7 separate regions of the Mus musculus genome follow, and all the other regions are linked to region 7. A link is a contact called in public HiChIP or PLAC-seq and promoter capture Hi-C data. All regions are on one chromosome and are shown on one strand. Each heading gives the region's core, a stretch centred on a gene start, on an enhancer-like site or on the middle of the called end of the contact. The rest is flanking DNA. Distances are from core to core; before and after follow the strand shown.

Region 1 (3,769 bases), core at 556-3,055, 670 kb before region 7:
ACTCACTTTGTAGACAAGGCTGGCTCCGAACTCAGAAATCCGCCTGCCTCTGCCTCTGCCTCCTGAGTGCTGGGATTAAAGGCGTGCACCACCATGCCCGGCAAAAACTAAGAATTATTGTTCATTCACAGATACCACAAGGAAGAAAAAAAGCACAGGCTTCAGAAAGAAATATTTCTTTCTTACTTTTTGTTTTGCTTTTGTTTTTTTGTGACAGGGTTTCTCTGTGTAGCCCTAGCTGTCCTGGAACTCTGCAGAACAGGTTGGCCTTGAACTAAGAGATCTATCTGTCCCTGTCTCTCCAGTGCTGGGATTAAAGGCATCACTGCTTAGCTAATTATTTCTAACATATATACCTGACAAATTATTAGAATACAGGATATGTAAAATATGTCTATAACTAAATAAGAGAGATACCCCTTAGAACAAAATCTTACAAAAGTAACTGAAAAATTGGTAAAACTATTAACATAAAACTAGGGATATTCCAGGGGCTGGAGAGATGGCTCAGAGGTTAAGAGCACTGGCTGTTCTTCCAGAGGTCCTGAGTTCAATTCCCAGCAACCACATGGTGGCTCACAACCATCTGTAATGAGATCTGGTACCCTCTTCTGGCCTGCAGGTATACATTCAGGCAGAAAACTGTATACATAACTCTTTAAAATAAGTAAATAATCCGGGCAGTGGTGGCATACACCTTTAATCCCAGCACTTGGGAGGCAGAGGCAGGCAGATTTCTGAGTTCGAGGCCAGCCTGGTCTACAGAGTGAGTTCCAGGACAGTCAGGGCTACACAGAGAAACTCTGTCTCGAAAAACCAAAAAAAAAAAAAATGTTAAAAGGTTATTTGTCACTTAAGATAAAAATTTCAGCGTCTCCATCAGACATGGGTTCAATGAAGGTCATGTACTCTCAAAACCGTTAGACTCAAAAGAAGGTTCTGGTGAGGACAAACACAACTGCAGGAGAATACAAGAAAAACACTGTTTAAAGTAACTCTTCTCTGGAGTCATTGTGGAAAAGTACTTTTAAAACGTGTGTTATTTTACCTGTCATTTTGGCTACTTGTGTCACGTTAATCTATGATTAAGTAGTGTAAATGGCCATTTATTTTGTTTACATTTATAAAAATATGTGGATAACCCAGTTATCAAAAAAAAATCTTCCCAATCGTTGAGATTGTGCGGTTTTGTGTAGCACATGCCTTTAATGTATGTGTCAGAATGGAAAAGGTGGTTTCTTTTTTTCTTTTTTACCTGCAATGAATTTTTGCCATTTCTGATCTATATTGTACTTCACACAGTGATTTCCTGAAGGAAATATAATGATCTGTTCATCGAAGAAGAAGACATTGTTGGTCACGTGAGGCCGAAGACCAAAAACATGAAGCGCCTGAGCTACCACGGTGGACATGGTACCTGTCAAAAAGTATTGCAAAAGATGAAGAAAGAGGCAAGTAGGTGGGAGTGAAGCCGAGCAGCGCATCTCCCTTTCCTGCCCCGCCCCGCCCCGCCCATGGCCCCGGCCCGCCCCTCCCTGACCCCGCCTCGCCCCTCCATCGCCCCGCCCCTAGGCTCCTCTTCCTTTCCACCCCACCCCCGGGGCTCTTTCCGAGCCTTTCCTTCCTCTCCTGCACTCCCACCGCCCTCAGATCCTTAGGAGGACCCCAAAGAAACTATTTACCTCTTGCTTCACGGCTCTGGGTTACTAGACTACGTAGGGATCAGTAGGTGCTCTTCCTAAAGATCCGAAGCAATCCGGGCACGCCCAAACGCTAGAGCAGTTCCTATAGCAACGAGAAAACCGGAAGTGCGGCTATGAACCCGGAAGCGGAAGTCCCTGTTGAAAAGGCAGAGGCTTGTGGAGAATTTGTTGGCGGTGGTGCTGCTTGTGGGCACGTGGAGTGGCAGCCGAACCTCGCGGGGCGGAAGGCCGCGAGATGGACACCCCTCCGCTTTCAGAGTCGGACTCGGAGTCGGATGCGTGCCTGGCCTCAGATCAAGAGGTAGGCCGCAGCGGAGCTAGCGGGGCAGGGGCTGGGACGGGGACTTTATTTAGCTCTTTGGTACTGAGGCTCCCCGGTCTGTAGTTGCAGGATGCGTTTTCCCGCGGACTCCTGAAGCCAGGTCTCAATGTCGTGCTAGAGAAGCCGAAGAAGGCAGTGAATGACGTGGTGAGCTCGTGCGAGGGTCGGGGTCCTTGGAACAGGATGCGCACAAGCGCTGTGCCTCTTGGGAGACCGATTCTGGTGGGAAAGATGCACCCTGCGCTGCGGTCGTCATCCTGTGCGGATATTTGAGCATAGGACTTTGGGTTTCTGAGAGTCAAACTCGCGGTTCTCATGAGCGCCTTGTCTGACTTAACCTAGAGTGGCCTGAAACAGTGCTTGGCTGAATTCAGACGGGATCTGGAGTGGGTTGAAAGGCTCGATGTGACCCTGGGTCCAGTGCCAGAAGTCAGTGAGACTCAGCCAACACCTCAGAACCAGGACCAGAAGAAAGGCGTTAATCCAGAAGACGACTTCCAGAGGGAAATGAGTTTGTATGTTTGTTATGGGTCCTGCGATGGAGTTACAGGAAGGGGGTCTTAGTGTGTCTGCAACCTCAGAGGCACTGGGCGGGGTTAGCACGAGCGTGCGAGTGGATCTAGCGGGTTCCTCTGGTGGAAAGAATAGGTTCTTGGTCGCCGTTTAACCAGAACCCTGCTCGAGGGATGTTTCAGAATAATTCATTTGAAGCTTGTGTGGGTGCCTCCAATCATTAGAACACACTTTGCCTAGGGAATGTTATGAGTGCTCTTTCTGTAATGATTGGGAAACAGTTCATAGTCTGCGCAGTATTTAATAAGCTCGTTGTTTTAAACTGACTTGCTCTTGGAAGTATTTTCCCCTCGTAAATAAACATAAAGTGAGATTTCAGTTATATGTGCAATCAGTGGAGTTTTAGTTGGTGTGTCTGTCTTATCTTGCCAGTGCTGGTGGGATGTGATAGCTCTGAGGTTAGGTAACTTCTGAGAGGCAGTAAGAAGACATGAGCGCCCTTCCCCTCCCCTCATTACACCCTGTCCTGTAATGTCAGCTACCGGCAGGCCCAGGCAGCAGTGCTTGCGGTATTACCCCGACTCCATCAGCTCCAAGTCCCTACGAAGAGGCCCACCGATTATTTTGCAGAAATGGCCAAGTCTGATCAGCAGATGCAAAAGGTAGGTTTTTCTTCTGGAAAGCCAAGGTTTCATTTGTTCAGCTGGGTCATTCCTGTAGTCTTCAAAAAAAAAAAAAGATGTGTGGTGTTTGTAGCCAGTATTTCAACAGTCTCTGCTTCAGAGCCATGCCAGTCGCCTAGGCAAATTAGAGAGAGACGGTCTGGAGAAGTATGGGCCCTACGAAAAGAAGCTTGCGTATTTCTTCCCTGTCAGAGTGAGTGGAGTGGACAGACACAACAGTCTTAGAGTTCTGGCCCAGCAATGCCAAGGAGATTACTGTTGCTTCTAGATGGGGTTTTCCTCTCTGGCCCTTTAGCTTTTTAGAAATGGAAGACTTGACGGATAACTCAGATGTGGTGTGACTTAGAGTTGGGGGTTTGCGTATTTCTTCCCTGTCAGAGTGAGTGGAGTGGACAGACACAACAGTCTTAGAGTTCTGGCCCAGCAATGCCAAGGAGATTACTGTTGCTTCTAGATGGGGTTTTCCTCTCTGGCCCTTTAGCTTTTTAGAAATGGAAGACTTGACGGATAACTCAGATGTGGTGTGACTTAGAGTTGGGGGATTTGAT
Region 2 (3,917 bases), core at 1,201-3,700, 870 kb after region 7:
TTCAAGGGCCTAGGAGGCTATTTTTAACTCAGCTTAATTTCTCTACCTGGAAAACAGCTCTTGTCAGTGGGGTAGCTCTGTTCCCGGAAAGGCTCCATCCCCTAAGACAGGCTGGACTCGCTCAGATTCCTAGGCGGGCCTCTCTATTACATAGAGCCTAGCCTGTCCAGCTGGAGCCTGAGCCAGGGAAGGAGAGAAACCAGAGCCAGCAAGACAGCTTCCTGTGCTGACCCTGTGAGGCTGCAGTGGCCCCTGCCCTGCCAGCACCCTCTCTCACACCCAGAAGGATCCTGTCTCCTGCTCCATTTAATTCTTCTATTATGCTTCCAGACCCGGAGCCTCTGGTTTCCTATTGTCCTGGGCAGGCATTTTGCATTTGTATGAAGATTAGACAGGTTAGAACCCTGCCTCTGGCTCCTCCTGGTCTTCCTCTTTTACTTTCTCAAATCCCAGCTCTGTCTTGTGCCCTGCTTCCTGGTCCTCCCAGCTCACCTCCTGGTACTTGTCTTTATCTATTTGTTTCCCTCCCCACCTTGACCCTACTCCTTCCTATTGACCTGTGCTCGCTTCTGTCTTCTGTCTCCCCACCCTTTACACCCCCACGCAAGTCCCAATGCACATCCTCTCAGTATCTAATAGAATTGTTCACCTCATTTCAGAGCTATTCTTCTACATTCTTCCAGAGCTGAGGCATAGGGAGGGCAGTGAGCCCCACACAGGAGTCCATTGTGGTTTGCTGGTGAGGTCAAGATTGGGGTTCCAACAGGGGCCCTGTCATATGCCAGCTATGTGGCTGATGCGAATCCCTACACACACACACACACATACGTCACCCTGGAAGGAAACACAATGGCCTATACCTTTCCAATCCCCGTTTCCTCTTTATCCATTTTTAATGCAGGAACTAAAATGTCTGTCTACACAGACATAAAAAGATGCTGAAAGGTCTGGGTTCTACGGTCCAAACACAGGCCAGCCCTAGTCACTCTGTCTCCCTTGGAGTGCATTCATCGGGCTCCCTCAATACCCCTATGGACAGAGAAGGCCACAGGCCATGCCCTCTCCAGGGCTTTAGACCTCAAGAATATAAGGTACGTCTACTACCATGAAACAGGCAGGCCAGGCACAGAGGGGCTGCCAGTACACTGAGGAGCATTCATCTGTCCCTTCCCTTCCCCACAGTGTGTCTTTGCTTTTGCCTCCAGGACTTGTGGGGCAGCCTGGGCATCAGAAGTAGAATGCCCGGACCCAAGAGGCCTTCCTTCTACTTTGCCTTCCTCCTCCTTCTCCTCCTCCTGTTCCTTCCTCCTCCTCCATTTATTCATTATTGTGTGTGCATATTTGTGTGTGTGTATGTGTGTGTGTGTGTGTGTGTGTGTGTGTGTGTGTGAGAGAGAGAGAGAGAGAGAGAGAGAGAGAGAGAGAGAGAGAGAGAGAGAGGTCTGCATGACTGTGGGTGCATGCATGTTGTGGCACACGTGTGGCGGTCAGAGGACAACTTTTAGGTGATAGTTCTCTCCCACCTTGTTGAGGCCAGGTTTCTCCTGTCACCTCTGGGTTAATCCAGGCACCCTGGCCTATAATTATATAGGCAACTCTCCTGTCTCCACTTTTCACCTCCTTGTAGGGATCCTGGGAGTATAGATACACACCACACCCCTGGGTCCCAGGATCAAACTCAGATCATCAGATTTGTGCACTTGGCCCTCTGAGCCACTTTGCCAGCCTCTGGCCTCTCCATTTATTTATTTATTTATTTATTTATTTATTTATTTATTTTTGCATAAAGTTGCCACTGAGGTGACACAAAATATTCTGTTCAGTCCACACTGGGGAACTACTCAGGACACCTTCTGTGTGCCTGTGGAGTATCTTCCTAGAAAGGGCTCAGAAGTGTCTTCTCTATCTCAAGGGGGTACTTGTTTGTCGAGCAGGGAAACTGAGGTCCAAGAGGCTCTCCCTGGCTGAGGCTCTCCCTGGCTGAAGCTATCCCTGGCTGAGGCTCTCCCTGACTGTCGTTGCATAAGTGAGTCGTTTCCAGAAAGGACCAGAATTCCTACTACAGGCTGGGAGCTTGAGAGGGGAGCAGAATTCCTTGGGTAAAATGGGGATGAGGCAGCCTCAGGTGGTCAAAGGTCAGGCATGAGTTGTGCCATTCCTGAGGCCAGTGGTCCTAAAGGGGGCTCTGACGCGCCCAAGGCCATGTAACCTTGAGTGGGCCTTTCACCTCCCACGCATCGAAGGGATATCTCAGCTTGCTTCACCGTGGGCAGGGAGGAGGGTGGCAGATACCCTGTAAAGAGCGAAAGCTTTGCTTTTAGATGAGACCTCCACTCCAAACTTCCAGTTCAGGAGTGCTAGTCAGAGAGTAGGGAGGGGCCGGGTACCACAACTTGGGACTAACTTCAGAACTCAGAGGGGCCTTGGGCCTGCAGGGAGCCTGCAGAGTCCTGAAGGTGTTGCAGAGAAGCGCAGAGGGTGGAGCCCAGCCTTCCACCTCCCTCTCCCCCTCACCGGGAGGCCAGGGCGGGCCAGGCACCCAGGGAGGAGGCGGTGTCCCTGGCTCTCTGCCCAAGGTGCAGCAGCTAAGCAGGCGGGGCTGCACCAGTAGGGGCGGGCGGGCGCCCTGCCTGGTATTATAAGAGGCGGCCAGGGCACCTCAGCAATGAGCTCTCAGCTCGGCTTAGCAGGAGGACACTGGCGACCTGCTCTCCCGGCTCCCTTGGCCCAGCCAAGCACTCTGCCGCTGCTGCTATGGTCTCCGCCTGGTGTTCCATCGCTCTGGCCCTGCTTTTGGCCCTGCATGAAGGTGAGCTGCCCTCTCTCGCGTGTTGCGATCCCAGGGTCTATTCATTGATGTCTCCTCCGGGGGCATGGTGCTTCCTTCCCAAAACCAACTGGGGGCATAGAGCGGTGAGGCCACAGTAGGAGCTACCACTGCAGCGTGCAGGCACAGCGATGGTAGCTGGGGCTTCCCCAGGCTAGCCAGTGGTTCCTGAACACCAAGGGTGCCAACTTCCTTATTGTGCAAGAGGAGGAGCCCTGCGGGTCCCCTAACCCAGACAGGCCAGGTGTCCTGACCTCCTCTCCACCTCTCTCTCTCTCCTGTGTGCAGGGAAGGGCCAGGCAGCTGCCACCCTGGAGCAGCCGGCCTCGGCACCCAAGGGCCGAGGCCCCCACCTGCGTTTTCGTCGATGCTCCTGCAACTCCTGGCTTGACAAGGAATGTGTGTACTTCTGCCACCTGGACATCATCTGGGTGAACACTGCGGGGTAAGCATCCACCAGGACCGTGGGAGAGGGTCGGGGTGAAGGCTTTTGGCTAGCTAGCCACCTCTGCAACTGCCTGTGCTCACCCTGAATCTCAGGATACTGGGAGAGGATCCATAGTAACTACTTATGCATCAACTTCCACGTGGGAGCTATTAGAGTCAGGCAGAGGGCTCCATACCCTTCCAGCCCTCACAACAGCCTGTAGGAAAGTGCTACTAGCTCCATTTTCCAGATCAAAGGATGGAGGCTCAGAGATGTGAGGTGGCCTCTTCAGGATCACACAGGAGAGAAAAAGTTGTAGGTTCCTTTCCAAGTCTAGGGACGCTGGAGCTCAACCACACTTCCCCTGCAGAGAATAACTCCATGCATGACAACATCCATGCCCAGACCAGACCACGCTCTATGCAGAGCACTCCAAGTGCAGCTCCACCCACTGAGCCGCCAGCCTCCCCACAAGGCAGGCATTGCTTGCACACACACACACATACATACACACACACACACACACACACACACACACACACACACACACACAGGACAGACAAGAAGTCTGCCTGGGATACCCAGGCAGGAGCCAGAGCTGGGTTCTGCCTGCCCCATGCTGCCTCCAGGCCCCTGCATACCTCAGGTTGAAGTTTCTGGGTA
Region 3 (3,893 bases), core at 305-2,804, 840 kb after region 7:
ACCCAGCAAGAGGAGGGCAGGGTGGGGATTCGTGGCTGCATCTGCTTCTCAAAGCATAATGCCATTTTGAACTGTAGTGTGAGACGTGAGGACTATGAACCTTAGTTCTGACTAGGCCAGGAGATAGCTGGATGATTGTGGGGCAGGCCGTGGCCTTCTCCACGCTTGGGTTTCACTATGTGAGTGAGGGCCAGGGCTGAGTAAAACCTGAGGCCTGCAGTCAGGGCTCCTGCCAAAGTCCTAGGTCAGCAGAATGAGCTGATGCAGGGCTTTGCCCCTCCCTCCATCCCCTGTCTGTTATGTCTCCCATCACCCATTCCCCTCGAGGCCTCGTCTCTTCGCTCCCATCTGCCCAAACTCTGCCCTTGGAACCTCCCTCTGCCTGACAACTCCTTCTCTACACACAATTTTCTCTCTCTTTCCTAGTGAATGTTCACGTTATCCACTTTGGTACCTGACCATGGAGGTGTTAGCATCACTGTTTCTGGCCCTCCTGGGCATGGTGGAGAGCCAGGGCTCGGGGACTATCTTTCCTGACCAGGAGAAAATGGAATATTGGTGCCCGGGCGAGCGATAGGGATAGTGGACACATTAGGCCACCTGGAACCAGTTCAAACTGGTCATGTCACAGCAGTCTAGTGATGGGCCAACAGAGCACAAACTCTCCAGGTCATCCCCCAGATTGTGGACAGCTGACCATTTCAGGGATGCCTCGGTCTCCATTGCTGATGGTGGCACAGCCTCACCAGCTGATGGAAACCTCCACTCCATAAGAATCCAGACCCGGAAGCTGACGTTCAGAGTGCTCCACAGGGCAGGAATGGCAGGGGTCAGGCCTGCCCTAAAGACTGAGGCCAGCCTAGCCCAGCAACTCACAGAAGCTAAACTCTGCCATCTGCCCAGAGCCGCTGTGTAGGCCAGCCTGGTCATGTTAGCATCTGGTTTGCATTTTAACTGACCGTGACTGTCTGCTGGACCAGCCAGCATGCCCTGTCCCAGAGTGATAGATGCCATCAGTAATGGGGTCATAGTGGCTGTAATTATCTGGGCCCTTGCTGTGTACCAGGCCTGCATTATTTTTTCCTCTCAGAAAAAGCCATACAGTGAGACATCCACTTAACAAAAGGAGAGACTGAGGCACAGCATTACAGCTGGCTCGTGGTGAAACCCACACTGAGAAACCAGAAAGCAGATGATCTTGTTTGCCCCAGTGAAGCCCTAGGCCTTACTTGGGAAGGTTACCTGATCCCCCTTACCTCGGTTTCCTTATCCACAGCATGAGCGTAAGAATAGAACCCCCAGTTCCCCAGTGATGCCAGGATTCTTTGAGGGCTACATGAATTCACGTACCTAAAGCCCGCAGAGCTGAACTTGTTCGTCGAGGCATGAGGTCATTGTACACTATTATTTACAGAGTATTCTTCTATCTGCTATGTCACTTGGTCGTCTGCCACGTGGCACTGTGCCTAGTTGGCAGGCAGTGAAACCGGGCTTAGCCTGAAGTGGCTGTAATCTTGAGTATCCTGTGCTCTCCCCTCAGGAACCAGTGATGACCTGCACCAGGACTCAGAGGGGCAAGAGGGCGCCGAGGCTGTGGAGGAGCACCAGTTCTCAGACCTGGAGGACTCTGACTCAGACTCAGACCTGGATGAAGATGAGGAGGAGGAAGAGGAGGAGGAAGAGAGCCAGGATGAGCTGTCTGGGCCATGCTCGGAGGCAGCTCCGCCTTGCCTGCCCCCCACACTACAGGAGAACTCCTCACCCGTTGAGGGCCCTCAGGCTCCAGATAGCACTTCTGACGAGGTCCCGCAAGGCAGCTCCATCTCAGAAGCCACGCATTTGACCGCCAGCAGTTGTTCCACACCTAGCCGGGGTACCCAAGGCCTTCCCAGGCTGGGACTGGCCCCACTGGAGAAGGACATGAGCTCAGCCCCGAGTCCCAAGGCCACGTCCCCTAGGAGGCCGTGGTCCCCAAGCAAAGAAGCAGGCAGCCGCCCCTCACTCACTCGCAAACATTCACTCACCAAAAATGACTCGTCTCCCCAGCAATGTTCACCGGCCCGAGAAGCTCAGGCCTCAGTAACGAGCACACCTGGTCCCCAGATGGGCCCAGGAAGGGACCTGGGCCCTCACCTTTGTGGGTCTCCAAGACTGGAGCTGTCCTGTCTCACTCCCTACCCCATAGGAAGAGAAGCGCCCGCTGGACTCGAGCGTGCCACAGACACAGGCACCCCCAGATATTCACCCACCAGGAGATGGTCTCTGGGTCAGGCCGAGTCACCGCCACAGACAGTGCTGCCAGGGAAATGGGCCCTGGCTGGGCCCTGCAGCCCCTCAGCGGACAAGAGTGGCCTGGGCTTGGGGCCGGTTCCACGGGCCCTCCTCCAGCCCGTGCCTCTACCTCACACACTTCTCAGCAGAAGCCCTGAAACGTGCACCTCTGCATGGGTGAGTCCCTGCTGTGGCCCTCCCGGGGGTCAGAAGCTGCCCATTCACACCCTCTGCCCCTCACCCCAGAGCCAGGCCGGTATTCCTGGGCATGTGGCAAGCTTTTCTTAGGTCCCTGTGTCAGCTAGTTCATTGCACTTTGAGGCACCCTCAGAAGCCCCAGACATGGCTCTGGTGTTCACAGGCTCTGGGTTCAAGCCCTAGTGGGCAGTGTAGCCTTGGATATGGACGTAACACTTGTGTAATTCTTCGGCCATCACTTCCCTGTCCATGTATGTCCTTGGAGCAGTCGACAGCTTTACCAAAATCATCTGTCCCCATCTCCTCCCTGTGGAACTATGACAGCCTTGCCTCTGTCACCACCATGCCCCACCACACCCCGCTACTGCCCATCACCCTTCCTTGACAGTGCTTGCCTTACAGTATCTGTACCACTGCCTCACTGCCCCTCCCCCCACCCCCGAGGCTGACACTGTCCACGGCTGGCACTGTCCCTGTTGACATTTCTTACACTGTGCTGTCATGACCCCACAGCATCTCTCCTGGAAGAACACTAACTGAAGCATCTCTCTTGCCTCATTGAACTTCCTGTAGTGAAAGGTTGAGATCTTTGGGTGGGAATCCATATGCAAGGGTAAAGTTAGGCCAAGACCATCTTAAGAAGGGGAGAGGCAGAAGAGCCAAGGTAGACCAGGGTGAGCACAGAGCTCCCCCCACACCCCCCCACACCCCCACACACACACACAAGAGCTGCCTCCTACAGATGTGGGCCAACATGTACCTCTAAGTTGCCCAGTTGGAAGCTTGCCGAGAACTGCAGTAGGACTCCTGATTCTGGCCGTACTCACCAGCCGTACTGCAATCTCAGGCCTCCCCACCCTCTATACCGTTAGCCCTCAGTTCTGCAGGCACGTAACCCTTGCCTTCTCCCGTCTTGTTTTCTGACTCCAGCGGAAGACTGAGTCCCGAAGTCCATCAGCTGGCCCTGCTCCTCTCTTCCCCCGACCATTCTCCGCCCCTCATGACTTCCATGGCCACCTCCCTAGCCGAAGTGAGGAGAACCTCTTCAGCCACCTGCCTCTGCATTCCCAGCTCCTGAGCCGCGCCCCCTGCCCCCTCATTCCCATCGGTGGGATCCAGATGGTACAGGCCCGGCCAGGAGCCCAGCCCACCGTGCTTCCTGGACCCTGCGCGGCCTGGGTCAGTGGCTTCTCAGGGGGCGGCAGTGACCTAACTGGGGCCCGAGAGGCCCAGGAGCGCAGCCGCTGGAGTCCCACAGAGAGCCCTTCAGCATCGGTGTCCCCTGTGGCCAAGGTCTCCAAGTTTACACTCTCGTCAGAGCTGGAAGAGGAAAGGACCGGCAGAGGCCCAGGAAGACCTCCTGACTGGGAACCTCACAGGGCTGAAGCCCCTCCAGGACCCATGGGCACACACAGCCCCTGCTC
Region 4 (3,602 bases), core at 82-2,581, 990 kb after region 7:
CTCCCACAAGAGGTCCCCTCATGCCTTTTCACCCCCAAGTGCATAGGCTAGCCCCATTTCCCAACAAGATGGACAGAGGAGGAGCTGGATCTAGAAGCTACAATCCAGTAAAGCCCCCATCCAAGTCTTCTCCCAAGATGGCTCTCCCCTTTCCACTGCCTGCCACTGAGGTCTCTCTAGGGGTGCCCCACTCCTTAAGTGCATCTGAGCCCAGAAAGCCAGGGAAGTGAGAGATAAGTTGCCCGAGTGGGTAGAAATAGACCCCCCCCCCAGACCTCAACACCATTCCCACAAGTCCCAGCAGGGAGCCTAAAGCACCTCCCCCACCCCATGCTGTACCAGGGAAGGGGCTGACAACTGCCCCATGAAGAACTCATCTCCGGTGGTCTGCCATGCTTTTCACCCCGACTAGGCTCCAGGATGAACTCTCAACACTATAGAAAGAATTGCATGGGGTTGGGGGGGGGGGAGGCTTGATCTGTTAGCACTCTTCACCATGGGGCCAGTGTCAGGAAGGCCAGGGAAGATTTGAGAGGGAAAGCAGACAGGAGCCCCGGGTCATGACTCCAGCTCTTTAAAGCAAGTACCCTGGTGGAGAGGGTAAAACAAGTCACACAAAACAAAGGGGGCTCCCTACTGTCCGTGGTCTGGAAATGAGTTATGCTATTATACGCTCAATGACAGGCCAGGGATAATCCTCTGGGATGCCTCAAAAAGGTATCCCCTGTCACCCTACCAGACCTCCAATCCCGCGCATCCTTCCTAGGGGACATGAATGAATACAGCTGCTGCCAGCATGCCCCCGCCTGTCAACTGACCTGCCCCACGCCCTGGGCGCGCACTCCATGACCCCTAGGGGTGTTCCAGAGCCCCCCTCCCTGTAGCCTGCCCGGAGCCCGGATGCCCCACCTTCCAGCCGGCCGAGCTGTTGCTGTCGCCTTTATCCTTGAAGTAGGGCACGTAGCGGACCATCCAGTCGTAGATCTGCGAGAGCGTGAGTCTCTTGTCCGGGGCGCTCTCGATGGCTTTGGTGATGAGGTCGGCGTAGGAAAGGTTCCCCCACGCGTTCCGTCGGGAGCTCTTCGCTTTCCGCAAGGGTCCGACCTCTGCGCCCAGCGGAGGCGCTGGGGCCATCGCTGGGGCCGTCGCCCTGCGTTCCGGCCCGCAGTCCTCGGAACCCTCGGCTACTCCTGCACCCAGCGCCCCGTCCTCGTCGCCGGCCAAGTCCGGCTGCGGCAGAGGCCAGGTACACGAGCGCGGCCGGCTCTGCGGCGCGAAGTCCGGGTCCACGTCCACCTGATGCGCTCGCAGCTTCGCAGCCATGGTCCCGCCCGGCTCGGGCGAGGCAGGGAGGGAGGCTCCGCGGAGGGTGGGCGCGCGGCTCTGGGATCTGCGCGCCCCGGGGAGGCCCGCGGGAGGGGTCCCTGGCGGCGCCGGCTCAACCGCGGGGCGCCATGGGCCGGGGAGCGGAGGCAGGAGGCTGGACAAACTGGCGAGCACGGAGGGAGGCAAAGACCCAGGCAGTGAGGGGGCGGCGGCCCGGGAGCCCAGCGGGCACACACCTCGCCCAGCCCAGCTTCTAGCACCTGCCGCCTGTCTGTGCCCGCAGCCACCACCGCCACCGCCGCTGCCGCCGCTCCGCGGGCGCCGGTCCCGCGCGCGGGCCCCGCTCTCCCGGGACGAGGCTGGCTTGCACCATGCCGGAGCCCGAGCCCGTGCCAGAGCCCGCGCCGCCGCCGCCCCGTGAATGCCGCCGCCGCTCCGGCTCCAGCGCCAGCTCCCGCGCCTGCCGCGCTCAGCGCCGGCTGCACCTCGGGATGGGCGGGGGACGGGGACGGGGCGGACCCGGAGCAAAAGGAGGCGGGGCGTGCTCGCCCAGGGCCGCGGAATCCTTGCTTACTGGGTGCCCCGCCTGCTGACTGTGGGGGGCGTGGAGCTCCCGCTAAGGGCGACCCCGCCGAAGCCCCGCACGCCACAGCGCCCCCTAGGGAGCAGGCGAGAAACGTCTGGCGCGGCCCCGCCCCCTGCCGGGCTCGGGGAGGGCAACGTAGGGGCGGATCCCGAGTGCTTCCATTGGTGCACAGCGGGGCTGCCCCGCCCACAACCTTCAAAGGATTCCTCCCAGGAGCGCGTCAGCAGGTTATTGTTACAACCCGGGGTTTCCCGGGGCAACAGAAATGGGGCGGGGCTCGGAACACTGGTCCCTCCCCGCTTCTACCATCCCCAGAAATGCCCCGCCCTCCTCTTCTGGACCCTTGACGTTTCCAAGTCTTCCTTCCAACAGCCAGACTAAGGGTTGATCTAACTCTCGTCTCTTTGTGCCATGGACCAGTCTAGGGAAAAGAAATGGTTTGATAATTCCTGGATTGTAGGCCAGGCGTTATACCACAACCCTACCTGTTCTCTGTGCAAATGGGGCTTCCTGGGCTTTTACTGTGCTTGCAAGCACAATTTTAGAGCATTGGTTCTCAAAGTTCAGTGTGTGGTAGGTTTTATCCTACAGAGGATTAAAACAGATGCCTGAACCCCGACCGTCGAGTGTCTGGCGGCAGGTCTGTGCTGGGGCCGAGACTTCACATTTCTAGCAAGCTGACAGGCACTAGGGACCTCACTTTAGGTACCACTGTCTTCCAGGCTGTGGAAGGTTCCCAAAGGGGCTGTTGAAACAAGTGCTCACCCCCAAAGTTAAGAACGGTTGGGGAGGAACTCACTCGTTTAATGGGTATATATTGAACATTTTCATTGTTCCTGTCTTCTTTCAGGGCTCTATGGTAAGAGCAGCAAATGGAGACAAATGAGGTCCCTACTGTATAGACTAGTAGAGGACTCAGATGTTAATCCCATCGTCACGTGACCTCAAAGGGAGCAGCTCCTAAGAGGTTATGCAGTCCATTACCTCATCCCAAAGGGTCCGGGAGGCTAAGTCTCCAGTCACCACTCCATCTGCCAGCCTATGCTCAGGCTATGCCGTATGCCTACAAACATTCCCAGCTGTGAGGCCTCCACCAAAACTCAGCTTAAACATCAGTCTAACCCTGGCACTTCTTCTAACTCAAACCCCCTCACATGCCTGACTATTCCCTGCTTGCCCAGATGCTTGCTGCCCTGCCAGCAAACCTTCATGTCCCTTTGGCACAGTCTCCTGTTTTGCTGATCAGGAAACTGAGGTCCAGAGTGGGGGAAGCAACCTACCAAAATTAACATGTCCAACACTAGAGTTTCCAAGTCTTAACCTCCTCCTGGCCAGTACCTGCTTCCTAAAGGGACTAGGGAGGTGGAGTTCTCTGGGCAGTAGAAGAGCTGTATTCTCACTAAGGGAAACAGCCTCCTCTTTAAAAACTTCCTTTCCTCAGATTGAAGCCCAGGGAGAGGATAGAAGTAAGTGAAAGCAGGTAGGGCTTTGATTGACAGGCTGGAGCTCTCCCAGGGGATGGGGGATGGAGCAAGCCCATTTTGCAGATGATTAACATCAGCCTGAGTCACGTCCCAAAGGCAGGGGTGGGTATGGGAACTATGTGCTACCCCCTTACATATACACATGCTCCAGGTGGTTCTGTTTAGAACCATCCAGGGCTGAAATCACTGCTGGCCCCTTCCCACAG
Region 5 (3,611 bases), core at 204-2,703, 890 kb before region 7:
AGGTTAAATGCCCCACTAAATGTGACACTTCACTTACGCCTCTGCAACACCTATTATAATCCAATGTTCATTTAGTCCCCACAGCTAAGGAGTCTCTGTTTTACCCTCTGCATCCACCCTAACCCTCAGCACAATTCTGGTTGCAGAACAGCACTTGCTTCTTCCTCTCTTTTGGGAGCCTAGCCTCTCTAAACATCACCCTTTCTTCTTGGTATTCTGTTTCTACCCTATTCACTCATAGGGTTTTCATGTGTGTAGTTTATCACATCCTCCCCATACACGGGTGTGTGTACTCATACATTATACATATATAAGATCACACCCGTGTCAGAGTGCACGTGTGCAGGTCAGAGGACAACTTGTAGCTGTAGAGCGAGCTCACCTACCTGGGAGTTCTAGCCCCAATACTAGCTGCACAACTATGCTTCTTTTAATAGTGGCACCTCAGTTTCCTGAAAAGAGGGATGATAATGGTGTTTGCCTTATAGGGTTGAAAGAACTGGTAACAGTAAAGAGCTCAGAATTGTGGCTGGCATACAGTAAGAATTCGACAAGTAGCCATTGCTATTTGTATCGTTACGCACATGCATCAACCTTCCCTCCTACAAGGCTATCCCTCTGGGGTCCTGGACACGCTAGCCAAATTTGGTACCTCCTCGGATCCGCTCGTTCAGTTGGAAGGAGTAGTCCTAAGGTATCTTTGCATGGCATGACACCTCACCTGCTCTGACTTCAGTTGTCTGCTCTGTACATGACAATAAATACTGCCAGATTCCCTGCTGGAGTCTGAATGTCAAAACATACATATAGGGTTCTTTGCATCTAGGGGGTGGGGGGTGGGGTGGGGGGGCGGGTGCCTCGTCTGCCTTTTCTGCCTTAACTTGTGATCCCCAAGCCACATCACAGAACAAATACTTTTATAAAGAAGGAAGCAGGGTCTGTCCTAAGTTAAGACTGGCCAGAGGGTTGTAGGGCTTTGCCAAGAGCACGAACGCTAGAGCGAAATCAACTCATGCTATTGATTGCATTCCAATAGATGAGATACAAAAAACCCCGCAAAGTCGGTCAGCTTCGGCGTGGCACAATGAAAATCCCAACTAATAACCAAAACACGAGTTTTTATCAGCATCACTATCGCTAACAAGTCTGTGGATGGGCGACGAAGATCAGGATGGCATCTGAGTAAACAAAACAGCAACGGCCTCCTTGAGGCTCCGGAGGGTGAAGGCTGCCACACGCCCGCCCTCGGGCCTCGGCCCCGCGCCCGCCCATCCCTCACCTCTGGCTCGGGGCGCTCCGAGGCCATCACACAGCCCTCCCGCGCCGGCCCGGGCCAGGGAGGTTGCTCCACTCCTGACCTCTGACCCGGCTAGTTCTGTACCGGGCAGGAACCGGAAGTTGTTGGGATGGTCCCGTTTTGAGTTTTCTGATTGGTGAGCGCAGCAAGCCGTGCGAGAAACCGGAAAGGGAAGTGGTTGCGCCCGCCGGGCCGCGGCAATGCAGGTGAGAAGCGGGTTGGGCCTTATAGCCGCTGGCGGGAGGGTGATTGGGCTGAGGACACCGGGGAGTTGGGGCTGTGAGCGGAGGGCAGAGGAAAGGCAGCGGAGCCAGAGAGAGCGAGGCCAGCTGCGGGAGGCGCGGGCATCGAGCCCGCTGATGTGAGAAGGTCGGAGGCCCGGGGAGGAAAGGCGGACTTGATTGAGCGTGGAAAAGGATCGTGGTGGCATTTGGGAAGGCTCGGGAAAGTAGTGGGCTGCCGCACGCCTCGATCTAGGCTGTTGGACACAGGCGTCATAAGGCTTCAGAAGGCTAAAGGGATCGTGGGCCTCCAAGGATGAAAACTAAGCTGTTTGTAATTCGAGGCTGTGGGTGGAACCCGGTGTCCAACCCCCTCAGTCACATAGTCAGGTTTGCAAATCAGCTTTGCATCATTCTTCCCGGCTTGTACCTCGTTGCTAAGGGCGGAGAAGTGGGGTAAATAGTCCTCAGATAGTCAAACGGAAACCCTCTGCCGCCTCAGCGTTTAAAATTGTCTAACACTCAGAAACAATGTGCAGGTTTCCTCGCCTTTGTCTTTCATTACTCTTTCATTACTCACTTGGCTTGTTGCATCTGATAAACCTACACTGTTTATGGGTCACCCGAATTATGAAAGAGACACGGGAATATTGGCACAAAGATGCACGTTGACTTTCCAAAGCACCAAATGCTATGGATAAACGGCCAGTTGGGGGACCGGGAAGGGGATTGCAGAGCTGGTATTCAGAGAAAACCTTACAGAGAGGCAACGTGTGAGATTGTCCAGATTGTGTGGTTGACAGTAGCTACACTCACAAGAGGATGACCAGAGGCACCCATGATATAATGAACTTCGGGAATTATTTAGGCTGTGTGTGCAGATAGCACCCCTGTTATCATGGCAAACCTTTCTGAGGTGAACTGAACTTCCTGAAAAAAACAAAACAAAACTGTGTCAATGCCAACACCACAGAGTGACACGAGGGATTCTCATCCACCCAAGGAAAGCAGCGCAGTGACAATAAGCAGTCGTGAGGTAGGCAGGCCACATCTATTTTCCAGAAGAGGAACTGACAAAGAAGAGTGTGCAGAAACCTGAGCACGTTCCTATTAACCCTACTGCAAATCTAAGAGAATGTTGTCTACTGGGAGAGGCAGTGTTTGAGAGCTGGGAGGAGGAGAGCATGGAATTAAAAAGGTGCAAGGCTAAGTGAGTTCGAAGCCAGTTTTGTTACAAAGACAAATCATGAGGTTTCAAGCCAAAGAGAATTAGGTCTGGTGCAATGACCTTCTTGAAGGACCACAGTGTAGGAGGGTTATAGAGGAATCAGTTAGTAGGAGGACTTCAGGCCAGGTGAACAGGTTGAAAGGTCTAAGGGTTGATGCTATCTGTAACCCAAATACCAAGATAGAAAACAATTTAGCTTTTCTGAATGTGTCACGCTCACTTGTATCTGAGTAACCAAACACACTGTTGATGCAGAGGGAGGAGAAGCAGCTTGAGGCATCATTAGATGCCCTGCTGAATCAAGTGGCCGATCTGAAGAATTCACTGGGGAGTTTCATTTACAAGTTGGAAAACGAGTATGACCGGCTGACCTGGTAAGGATTGCCAGGACAAGCTGGGGAGGGATCCATGGGTGGTGGGGCCAAGCCCCCTGGCTGACAGGACATCTCCAGCGATGTACCCATTTATCAACTTGCAAATATCCTTTTTGATTTGGAAAGAACTAGGTTGCCCAACATTGACAAGTTTAGTTTGGCTTAAAGCCTCCATGGCAAGGAAGTAGAAAAATGTCCAGTTTCCCAACCTAGGCTGTTTCTAGGTTTTAATTCTTACGCTTTGGCTTCCTTAGTGAGGAGGCATTTCCTCAGTGGAAGACCATTATAGCTCCATTTATGGTGGCTCTCCTTCCACACATGAGGCTGGATCTGAGATCCAGCCTTCTGGAATGATAGAGTCTGTTACTACATTAGGGAGGAGGCTTTACAGACTTACTACAGTGTAACCACAGCCCCTGTTTCCACTGCTCCCAAACCCAGTCAAACAGTGGGTTGCCTTTTTTCTGTATCTATGTCAAAAATTGAAAGTG
Region 6 (3,919 bases), core at 1,284-3,783, 790 kb after region 7:
AGAGAACTGATCTGCTTTGTAAGGACATAAAACAGTCTTTATCTACATTCAATATATGTAGATGCTGGTAGTCGATTGTTTATAAGTTCCCTCACTTGCTACTGTATCCGGAAGACCTAGGTTATTTTTTATGTTATGTTATTTATTTATTATACAGGGTTCTGCCTATATGTATGTCTGCACACCAGAAGAAGGCAACAGATCTAATTATAGATGATTATGAGCCACCATGTGTTTCTGGGGATTGAACTTGTGACCTCTGGAAGAGCAGCCAATGTTCTTAACCTCTGAGCTATCTCTACAGGCCCTGAGACCTAGGTTTTTAATCCTATACCACTGCTTTGTTCTTTTCTATTACTATGTAATAATTACAGTGTGAATACCAACATTTATTTATCCATTTGATTTACTATTGCCATTTAGATTGTCCCCATGTTTTTGCTGAAGAAAATTGCTTTATTTTTGTTATTATTTTTAGTATACAAATACATATATTTTGGTAGAATATATCCCCAGGAATGGAAATTCTGATTCAGAGGTAGGTGTGCTTAGCATTAGCTTTTGCCAACCAAGTAGTAAACAAAGTGTTTGTTCTCCTGGCCTAGAGACTGGCCATCCTTAGTGCCAGTTTGGTTGTTTCATGTTAGGGCTTCTAGTAGTTAGGTGGTTGGTTTACTGTGTAGTTCCCAACTGAGTTTGTTGGTTTTCTCTTCACATGCGTTAATGCTCTGCTTTCAATCATGGATCCAATATGAATTTGGGAGAAATAGAAACAAATGACAGTACTATAAGCTATATAGACTTCACCGATACACAGTGTTCCACCTCAGCTAGACAAGATAGAGCTCAAGGTACTAGTATTCTCCCTGAGATAGTGTTTGCCAGAGATAGACCTCACAGATACAGTGTTTTACTGCAGACAGACTGGAGAGACATCACAGATACACGGGGGTTTTACCTTAGGCAGACCAGATAGACTTCATAGATACACAGTATTCAATCTCAGGTAGACAAGTCCTAATAGATTCAAAGTATTCTACTTCAGGTAGACCAGATAGTCTAGATAGATGCACTGTGTTCTACCTTGAGGACTGGTGAGAGGGCTTAACAGGTAAAGATGCTTGCTGCCCTAGCCTAGAAACGTGAGTTCTATCCTTAGAACCCATATAAAAGTGGAGAAGAGGACTGGCTACATAAGGTTGCTCCCCCAACATCTACCATACATGCATAATGGCATGCACTCATCATGCACTGATTATTATTACATATGATAAATTTAGTAAGCGCTCAATATACAAAATCATAGAAATAAGTTACTTGTCTATACACTGGCAATGATCTATCTTAAAAGTAAGGTAGGAAAACAATATCATTTGCAGTGGTACACAAAACAATAATATAGTTAGGAATAAACTTAACCAAGGAAAGGAAAGAGTTATATACCAAAACCAAAAAAATTCTCATTAAGAAAAATTGAAGACCCAAATGTAAAGGCATCTTGCATCTCATGTTCATGAACTAGAAGAATTAATGTTGTTTAATTTCCATACTGTCCTAAGAAATCTACAGATTTGGTGTATAAACATACTAACATGCTCTTTACAGGAATAGATAAAACCCAATTTTATATATATATGAAAATCCCTATGAAAAACTAAATCCTGAAGAAAAATAAGAAAGCTGGAAACAATGCACCTCTTGGTTGCAAATTATGTTACAAAGATACAGTAATCAAAGCAGTACAGTATTAGGCATATAGACCAGTGAAACAGAATAGAGATCTCAAAATAAACCCATACATCTATGGCCACCCATCTTTTGCCAAGAATACACAATGATGTATTCATATCCACATATGGAGAAATGAGACTGAAGCTTTACCTTATATCACACCTACAAAAATCAACTCAAAGTGGATTAAGGACTTAAATGTAAAACCTAGAATTGGATCTCACCGTCACACAGGAGAAAAACTTCATGGCACAATCAGATTGGCTGTTGAGTTGAGCTCCTTCCTGATCCTATTAAAAGCATTGCTGTTTGGGGGTGGGGGTGGGGCTCGGGAGATGACCCGATGGGTGATGTGATTGTTGCACGGGCATGAGGACCTCAGTTTGGGTTTTCAGCTCCCACATAAAGAGCTAGAACAGGAGGTGTGCGCCTGTAATTGCAGTGCCAGGGAGGCGGAGCTAGGGGTGGGGGGAGGGAGAGGCATGATCTCCCATTTGAACTCAGAGCTTGCATATTGGGCTAGTCTCGCCAGCCTGTCCTGGGGGGGGGGGGGTCTCCCGTTTCCACCTCCTGAGGTCTGGGGTTACAGCCAGCCTGCCTGACATTTACGTGGGTGCTTTACCTGCTGAGCCATTTCCACACTCTTCCTTTCTTTCTTGATAGAAGCTATCCTAACTAACGTGGGTGAGAGGGGATTGGATTCTGGGCTTGAGTTCCTTTTCTCTAATAATCAGACCTGCTGGACATCTTTCCCTGTGCTTATTGGTTATTTGAAGAACTTCAGAGACGTCTGCTGGAGTCCTGTGGTCATTTTAAAAGCAGAAGTCCTTGCTTTTGTTGTTGCTGATTCGTAGGCATTCTTTACTGCATGGAACTTACTCTGTCAGAGCTATAACTACAGCTATGTCCTCTCAGTCTGCAGGCTTTTCACCCTCTTCTGATTTGACCATTGACGTGTAGGGGTCACTGATCTCAATGCTGTCCAGTTTAATCTTTTTGACTTTTTTGCTTTGTGTTATATTTAAAATATCATTACTAGTTCCAACATCACAAGGCTTTTCCTGTATGTTTTCTTCTAAGGGTTTTATAGTTTTGGCTTTGTGTTGAGGTCTTGTTTCCAATTTGAGTTGACTTAGGCCGTTTTCAGTTGGACTGGCCCTGTATGAGGAGTTCCGTGGAACATTTGAGATGGAGCAGATAAATAAAACATGTTGCAGAGTGGTCATGACTGCATGCCACTGCAAGGACAGTAATGTCCACCTGCCACACAGGCATGAAGAGAGAGACTGTAGGCAGTGCCCTTGTTCACTGTGGGCATAGTCAACAACAGTGATCTGCCCTTCTAGTATACTTATAGGATGTGTGTGCTTCTATGCCTGTGCGCCCACTCACATGCCTGTGTGTATATGTATGCCTGTGTATGTGTGTGTGTGTGTGTGTGTGTGTGTGTGTGTGTGTGTGTGTGTGATGTTGTAGTGTGTTCTTTCCTTAATTAAAAAATTATCTATCTACTGTGTGTATATGAGTGAGCACATGTGTACCATGGACAATTTGTGAAACTTGGTTCTCTCCTTCTGCCGTGTAGATTCCAGAAATTGACCTCAGGTGATCTGGCTTGGCACCAAGTACCCCTACCCACTGAGCCATCTTGCCACTGGCCCTGTTGTCCCATGTCCTATATATGTCCCTTCATGGTAGACAGAAGAACCCTAACTACTTAGGCAGCTTTTTGTACCAATGTCACTTAAACAAAATGTGGTCAAAAGACAGCTGGAGACCTACTGGGCGCTGACAAGCATACAGGCTGCTGTAGAATCCAGATCTGTTCCAGGCAGTGATCCTGGCAGAGCACAGTAGCCAGAAGATACGAGTCTGACCCGGTCTCCTGACAGGTTCTAGTCTTCCCCAGGGTGTCCTCAGTAGCACTTCCTGGCCCATTGAAGATAAGTAGGTCGGCTTAAGTTCACAAGTGCCCACTGAGTTCTCTCGGTGTCCAGACATGGCTTTGGATGCTTCTAGGGAAGGCAGATAAAAATAAATGACAAGGCAGGAGGGCAGCATGCTAACTAGGTGGATAACAATGGGCAACCCAGTGGATGAATTAGCCCCAAGCATCTGGGCTCTGCTGGGCCCCTGCTGATATGAGCTGCGACCCCAATGCTGGCTCATTTTCAGCATCACTGGAGCA
Region 7 (3,567 bases), core at 114-2,613:
AAGGAAGTAAGAGAAATAAAAAATGAGGAAGAACCATTTCCTTTCAGATACGTTACTCGTCGTTTGGACAAATAAGAAGAGCCCTCTTTGGCTACAGAAGGTCTATAGGAAAAATGTGCTCGAGGTACTAAATGGACTGAATATTCGAGTAGTCTAAACAAAGGCAACATAACCTTACAGTACAGATAACATCTCAGGCAACTGACATGTCAAATCCCGTTCCCCGAGAGGTTAACAAGGTGAAAGATCACCTGTATGTTAATTAGCGGGTCACATTCTTACATAGCAATTTCAAAGCAGAAAGGGATGTCAAGGTTAAAAGCGTGCTTAGCCTGGAGTTGCCTCAGTTTGATGCAAGGTAACTGTTAAGGCATGGCTCATGCGACGCGCCTGCCTTGACCTGCTTTGTGCCAAAGCTTTTTGAGGCTAGCTCAAGATCGGTACTTAACAGCAACACAAAGCGAGTCTACAGACCCGCTAATCCCGTCACCCAAGGAAGAAACACAGGGTCCCAATCCCCCACCCTGTCATGCCCGCGGTGGCTCTGGCCCATGCAGGAGGCGGACGCGAGCTTTCCACCCCGGCATCTCACCTGTTGATGAAACCGTATCCGTTCCTTACATTGAACCATTTGACTGTTCCCAAAACCTTCGTTGCTGGAAAACAAAGCACAACAACGTCCAATCACCGGCTGGCCCTGGAAGTCGGTCCAGGATCTAGCCGCAGGCCCGGGCCGCCGCCCTCGCCGCACACGTGGGTGCGCCGGGTAGCGCGGGTCCGAGGTGGGTGTGCGCCCGGGAGGCGAGCACGTGAGGGCCGGGGAAGCAGCCCGCGCTCCTCCGGCTGCGTAGGCGGCGGGGCGGGGACCCCAGCACGAGGCCCCGGGGCGGGTGGGCGCGGGGGAGGGGCGGCGGCGGCCGGAGCAGCGGCGGGATCCCGGTGTGCGCGCGCCGCGGGCCTCGGGGGGGAGGGGCGGCCGCGTAGTCCGTGGCTCGGGCCGCGTCGCCTAACGGTCCGGCCCGCGGCCCCATCCCCGGTCCCTTCTGGCGCTCACCGATGACCTTCTTGTCCCCGCCGGCGGGCGCCGCCGATGTGAGGCCACCCGGGCCGCCACTACCCGCGCCGCTGCCCGTGGAGCCGGGCTTGGTGTCGGCGGCGCTGAGGGCGGCGGCGGGGGCGGCGGGCGGCTGCTGGGTCTCGGCCTCGCTGCTCATGGTTGCGGTGATGGTGACTGGGGCCGGCGGCGACGGCTGCGGCTCCTCCCGGGTGTGATGGTGACTAGGCCGGCGGCGGCGGTGGGGCTCTCAGGGCTCTCTGGGGTCCGCTCTCCGCTCCCGCTACCGATCGAACTAGCGAGAATGGCGGGACGGGCGGGATAAGCCCCGCGATAGACCCGCCCTCGTCCTCCCCCATTGGTCCGCATCGTTGTCCATCTCACCACCTGACCGGGTCTCTAGCGCCTATTGGCTCACGCTCCGCGGCTCCTGCGCTCTCATTGGTATCTTTAGCGACTAATTCGCCCGACCCACAGCTTCTCAGGCCTCCGCCGCCATAGAGACCGGAACTAGAATGAGAGCCTCGGCCGTGAGCACCATAGAGTACCGGGAGGACGCGCAGAGGGAACGTTCCCAGATGGGGCTGCGCTCGTCGCGCACGTGGGCCGCGATCGCCGGGCCTACTCCGGCCTCCTAGAAGGGGCTCCTTCCCACGGCTGGGTGAACGCCGGGGCCTCCTTAATGGGTCAGGCTTTTGGTGATCCAGTCACCTTGGAGGGACCACGCAGGCGCTGGAGCTGCCACGACTCAGCGTGTTCAGGGCGGGGGTGATCGTTTCCCCCGGCGTCCGAGGAAATGTATTTCATACTGGCCACAAATCAGATTTAATTTCGCCTCACATTTATTGGATGTTAGGGTTTTTGACTTTATAAACTAAGCACTGTAGACAAGGATTGCTATCCTTGTTTTTATACACTGTAAAACACACGCTGCCTTCTTTCTGAAGCCCTCCGCCTACCTTCATTCATTCTTTATTACGCATCTACTATTGACTGGGGATTGAAGTAGTTTGCCAGTTAGTTTCTGCTTTCTGATGGTGGAATTTTAAACGCCCACCACTTCTTGGTTGGGTGAGCACAGCGTTTGGGGAGTGGGAGCAGGAAGAGTTGGGTGGTGACATTTCAGGCAAAGGTAGGTTTGTGCAAAGGCCTAGAAAAGATAGGGTCTCACGGAGACTGCAAATAAAGGAAACCAATCGAAGTAGGAATCAGAGGTGGGCAGAGGTGTTTTTAACCTGAGATTCTTCCCCTGATCACCGGTGAGCAGTGTAGCTTTCGCGGTGTAAGTAAGGAGTAGCATCGTTAAAGAAAGAAAAGGCTGCTGCTTGGAGAAGGGGCTGCAGAGAGAGAAGGGATGGGAGTGGGGGAAACAAGAGGACCTGAGATGGCTCTGTGTGTAAAGGCACTTGGCCAAACCTGAGTTCTTGCCTTCAGCTCCACATAATGGAAAGAGAAAGATAGCCTCTTCCTGTAAGCTGTAGCTTGACCTCCCCACGAGCACTGTGGCATACTCCTAGCTCCCAGTAAATAAAAGCATGAACTAGAAATACAAAAAGAACGCTAAATCCGACGGGCTGTGGTGGCGCTCGCCTTTAATTCCAGCACTTGGCAGGCAGAGGCAGGCGGATTTCTGAGTTCGAGGCCAGGCTAGTCTGCAAAGTGAGTTCAGGGACAGCCAGGAGAAACCCTGTCTCATTCCCCCCCCCACCACCACCACCACCACCAAGACCAGGGCTGGAGAGATGGCTCTGTGGAGATGGCTCTGTGGCTCTGTGGTTAGATCACTTGCAGTCCTGATGTTAAGACTGGAGTTTAGATACCCAGAATAAATGCTGAGTGGGCATGGCAGCCCTCTCTTGGGATTTCAGCCTGGATCCCCAGAACAAGCTCGCCTGCAATACTACTATCATCCAGCCTTGGGTTTGATTGAGAGACTGCCTCCATGAATAAGGTGGAATAGCAAAGGGAAACAATTCTGGACATCAGCCTTGGGCGTCCACACACACGCACACACACACATGAATGTGCGTGTGCACACCATATACAAGAAATGTGGAAAGAAAAAAAATTTTTTTTCCGAGACAGGGTTTCTCTGTGCAGCCCTGGCTGTCCTGGAACTCAGTCTGTAGACCAGGCTGGCCTTAAACTCAGAAATCCGCCTGCCTCTGCCTCCCAAGTGCTGGGATGAAAGGCCTGCGCCACCATGCCCAGCTGAAAGGAATAAACGTTAACTGCTGTGGAGAGATAGTAGCAATTCTGTCCAATCTGTCTTTGCTGCTTAGGAGTGTTCTATGTCCTCATCTGTCTGCCCTCTTGCTTTGAAGGTGAAGCATTAGGATGCACTGATGCAAGCACCTTTAATCCCAGCATACAGAAGGCAGAGGCAGGTGGATCACTTAGTTCCAGGACAACCTGGTCTACAGAGTGCCAGGACAACCAGGGCTACACAGAGAAATCATCTCAGAAAAAAAGAAACAACAAAAAAATCACCCCAGGATGGACAGGCCCTCCCC

What was found. Promoter capture Hi-C pulls out the DNA fragments that hold promoters and counts their contacts. HiChIP or PLAC-seq counts read pairs in DNA pulled down with a chosen protein or histone mark. Capture Hi-C pulls out chosen DNA fragments and counts their contacts.
Region 1: a promoter capture Hi-C map of hippocampal neurons shows a contact between it and region 7, with 2.7 times the contacts expected there. The contact joins the promoter of Ebna1bp2 here to the promoter of Ybx1 in region 7. A contact is called at or near these places in 10 of 39 promoter capture datasets (the C10 cell line, the HPC-7 cell line, embryonic stem cells and 6 more), 3 of 484 Hi-C or Micro-C datasets (CD4 T cells, CD8 T cells and myeloid progenitors), 5 of 115 datasets of contacts at active chromatin or transcription factors (bone marrow-derived macrophages, embryonic stem cells, extraembryonic endoderm stem cells and 1 more) and 2 of 9 other capture datasets (adipose tissue and liver).
Region 2: a contact with region 7 is called in an H3K4me3 HiChIP or PLAC-seq map of embryonic stem cells, with 8 read pairs. The contact joins the promoter of Edn2 here to the promoter of Ybx1 in region 7. A contact is called at or near these places in 4 of 39 promoter capture datasets (the 3T3-L1 cell line, cranial neural crest, hippocampal neurons and 1 more) and 4 of 115 datasets of contacts at active chromatin or transcription factors (embryonic forebrain, embryonic hindbrain, embryonic stem cells and 1 more).
Region 3: a contact with region 7 is called in an H3K4me3 HiChIP or PLAC-seq map of embryonic forebrain, with 6 times the contacts expected there. The contact joins the enhancer-like site here to the promoter of Ybx1 in region 7. A contact is called at or near these places in 5 of 39 promoter capture datasets (the 3T3-L1 cell line, 3T3-L1-derived adipocytes, cranial neural crest and 2 more), 1 of 15 datasets of contacts at CTCF or cohesin (the NIH/3T3 cell line) and 9 of 115 datasets of contacts at active chromatin or transcription factors (the NIH/3T3 cell line, astrocytes, bone marrow-derived macrophages and 6 more).
Region 4: a promoter capture Hi-C map of adipose tissue shows a contact between it and region 7, with 4 times the contacts expected there. The contact joins the promoter of Foxo6 here to the promoter of Ybx1 in region 7. A contact is called at or near these places in 4 of 39 promoter capture datasets (the 3T3-L1 cell line, hippocampal neurons, liver and 1 more), 3 of 115 datasets of contacts at active chromatin or transcription factors (the NIH/3T3 cell line, large pre-B cells and neural tube) and 1 of 9 other capture datasets (adipose tissue).
Region 5: an H3K27ac HiChIP or PLAC-seq map of embryonic stem cells shows a contact between it and region 7, with 8 times the contacts expected there. The contact joins the promoter of Med8 here to the promoter of Ybx1 in region 7. A contact is called at or near these places in 4 of 39 promoter capture datasets (cranial neural crest, hippocampal neurons, liver and 1 more), 3 of 115 datasets of contacts at active chromatin or transcription factors (bone marrow-derived macrophages and embryonic stem cells) and 2 of 9 other capture datasets (adipose tissue and embryonic stem cells).
Region 6: a contact with region 7 is called in an H3K27ac HiChIP or PLAC-seq map of microglia, with 4 times the contacts expected there. The contact joins the enhancer-like site here to the promoter of Ybx1 in region 7. A contact is called at or near these places in 4 of 39 promoter capture datasets (the 3T3-L1 cell line, the C10 cell line and hippocampal neurons), 6 of 115 datasets of contacts at active chromatin or transcription factors (bone marrow-derived macrophages, embryonic midbrain, forebrain and 3 more) and 1 of 9 other capture datasets (adipose tissue).

What each region holds. Positions count from the first base shown.
Region 1 is chr4:118,618,994-118,622,762 of GRCm38.p6, forward strand. It overlaps Ebna1bp2 (EBNA1 binding protein 2), which reads left to right and starts at 1,806. Exons shown (of 9, transcript NM_026932.4): 1 at 1,806-2,004; 2 at 2,089-2,172; 3 at 2,368-2,540; 4 at 3,077-3,200. The coding sequence starts at 1,939. Cfap57 (cilia and flagella associated protein 57) reads right to left here and starts at 1,792. Exons shown (of 23, transcript NM_026789.5): 1 at 1,683-1,792; 2 at 1,256-1,417. The coding sequence starts at 1,412.
Region 2 is chr4:120,158,756-120,162,672 of GRCm38.p6, forward strand. Edn2 (endothelin 2) reads left to right here and starts at 2,451. Exons shown (of 5, transcript NM_007902.3): 1 at 2,451-2,809; 2 at 3,116-3,272. The coding sequence starts at 2,755. The region is part of intron 3 of Gm36134 (a long non-coding RNA gene); the gene reads right to left.
Region 3 is chr4:120,130,182-120,134,074 of GRCm38.p6, forward strand. Hivep3 (human immunodeficiency virus type I enhancer binding protein 3) reads left to right here. Exons shown (of 9, transcript NM_010657.3): 8 at 1,541-2,448; 9 at 3,400-3,893. Among named protein-coding and RNA genes, the nearest start is that of Edn2, 29 kb to the right of the region's middle. Within about 2 kb of position 1,555, at least 24 of the 459 cell types and tissues checked have an H3K27ac peak or open chromatin away from gene starts, as enhancers often do.
Region 4 is chr4:120,285,930-120,289,531 of GRCm38.p6, forward strand. Foxo6 (forkhead box O6) reads right to left here and starts at 1,332. Exons shown (of 2, transcript NM_194060.1): 1 at 910-1,332. The coding sequence starts at 1,323.
Region 5 is chr4:118,407,884-118,411,494 of GRCm38.p6, forward strand. Med8 (mediator complex subunit 8) reads left to right here and starts at 1,454. Exons shown (of 7, transcript NM_020000.3): 1 at 1,454-1,503; 2 at 3,002-3,120. The coding sequence starts at 1,498. It overlaps Szt2 (SZT2 subunit of KICSTOR complex), which reads right to left and starts at 1,380. Exons shown (of 72, transcript NM_198170.4): 1 at 1,280-1,380. The coding sequence starts at 1,306.
Region 6 is chr4:120,085,403-120,089,321 of GRCm38.p6, forward strand. All of the region lies in intron 3 of Hivep3 (human immunodeficiency virus type I enhancer binding protein 3), which reads left to right. Among named protein-coding and RNA genes, the nearest start is that of Gm36215, 13 kb to the left of the region's middle. Within about 2 kb of position 2,534, at least 5 of the 459 cell types and tissues checked have an H3K27ac peak or open chromatin away from gene starts, as enhancers often do. A contact at or near this core is called in bone marrow-derived macrophages and microglia, where this site is marked.
Region 7 is chr4:119,293,150-119,296,716 of GRCm38.p6, forward strand. Ybx1 (Y box protein 1) reads right to left here and starts at 1,364. Exons shown (of 8, transcript NM_011732.2): 1 at 1,055-1,364; 2 at 593-656. The coding sequence starts at 1,214.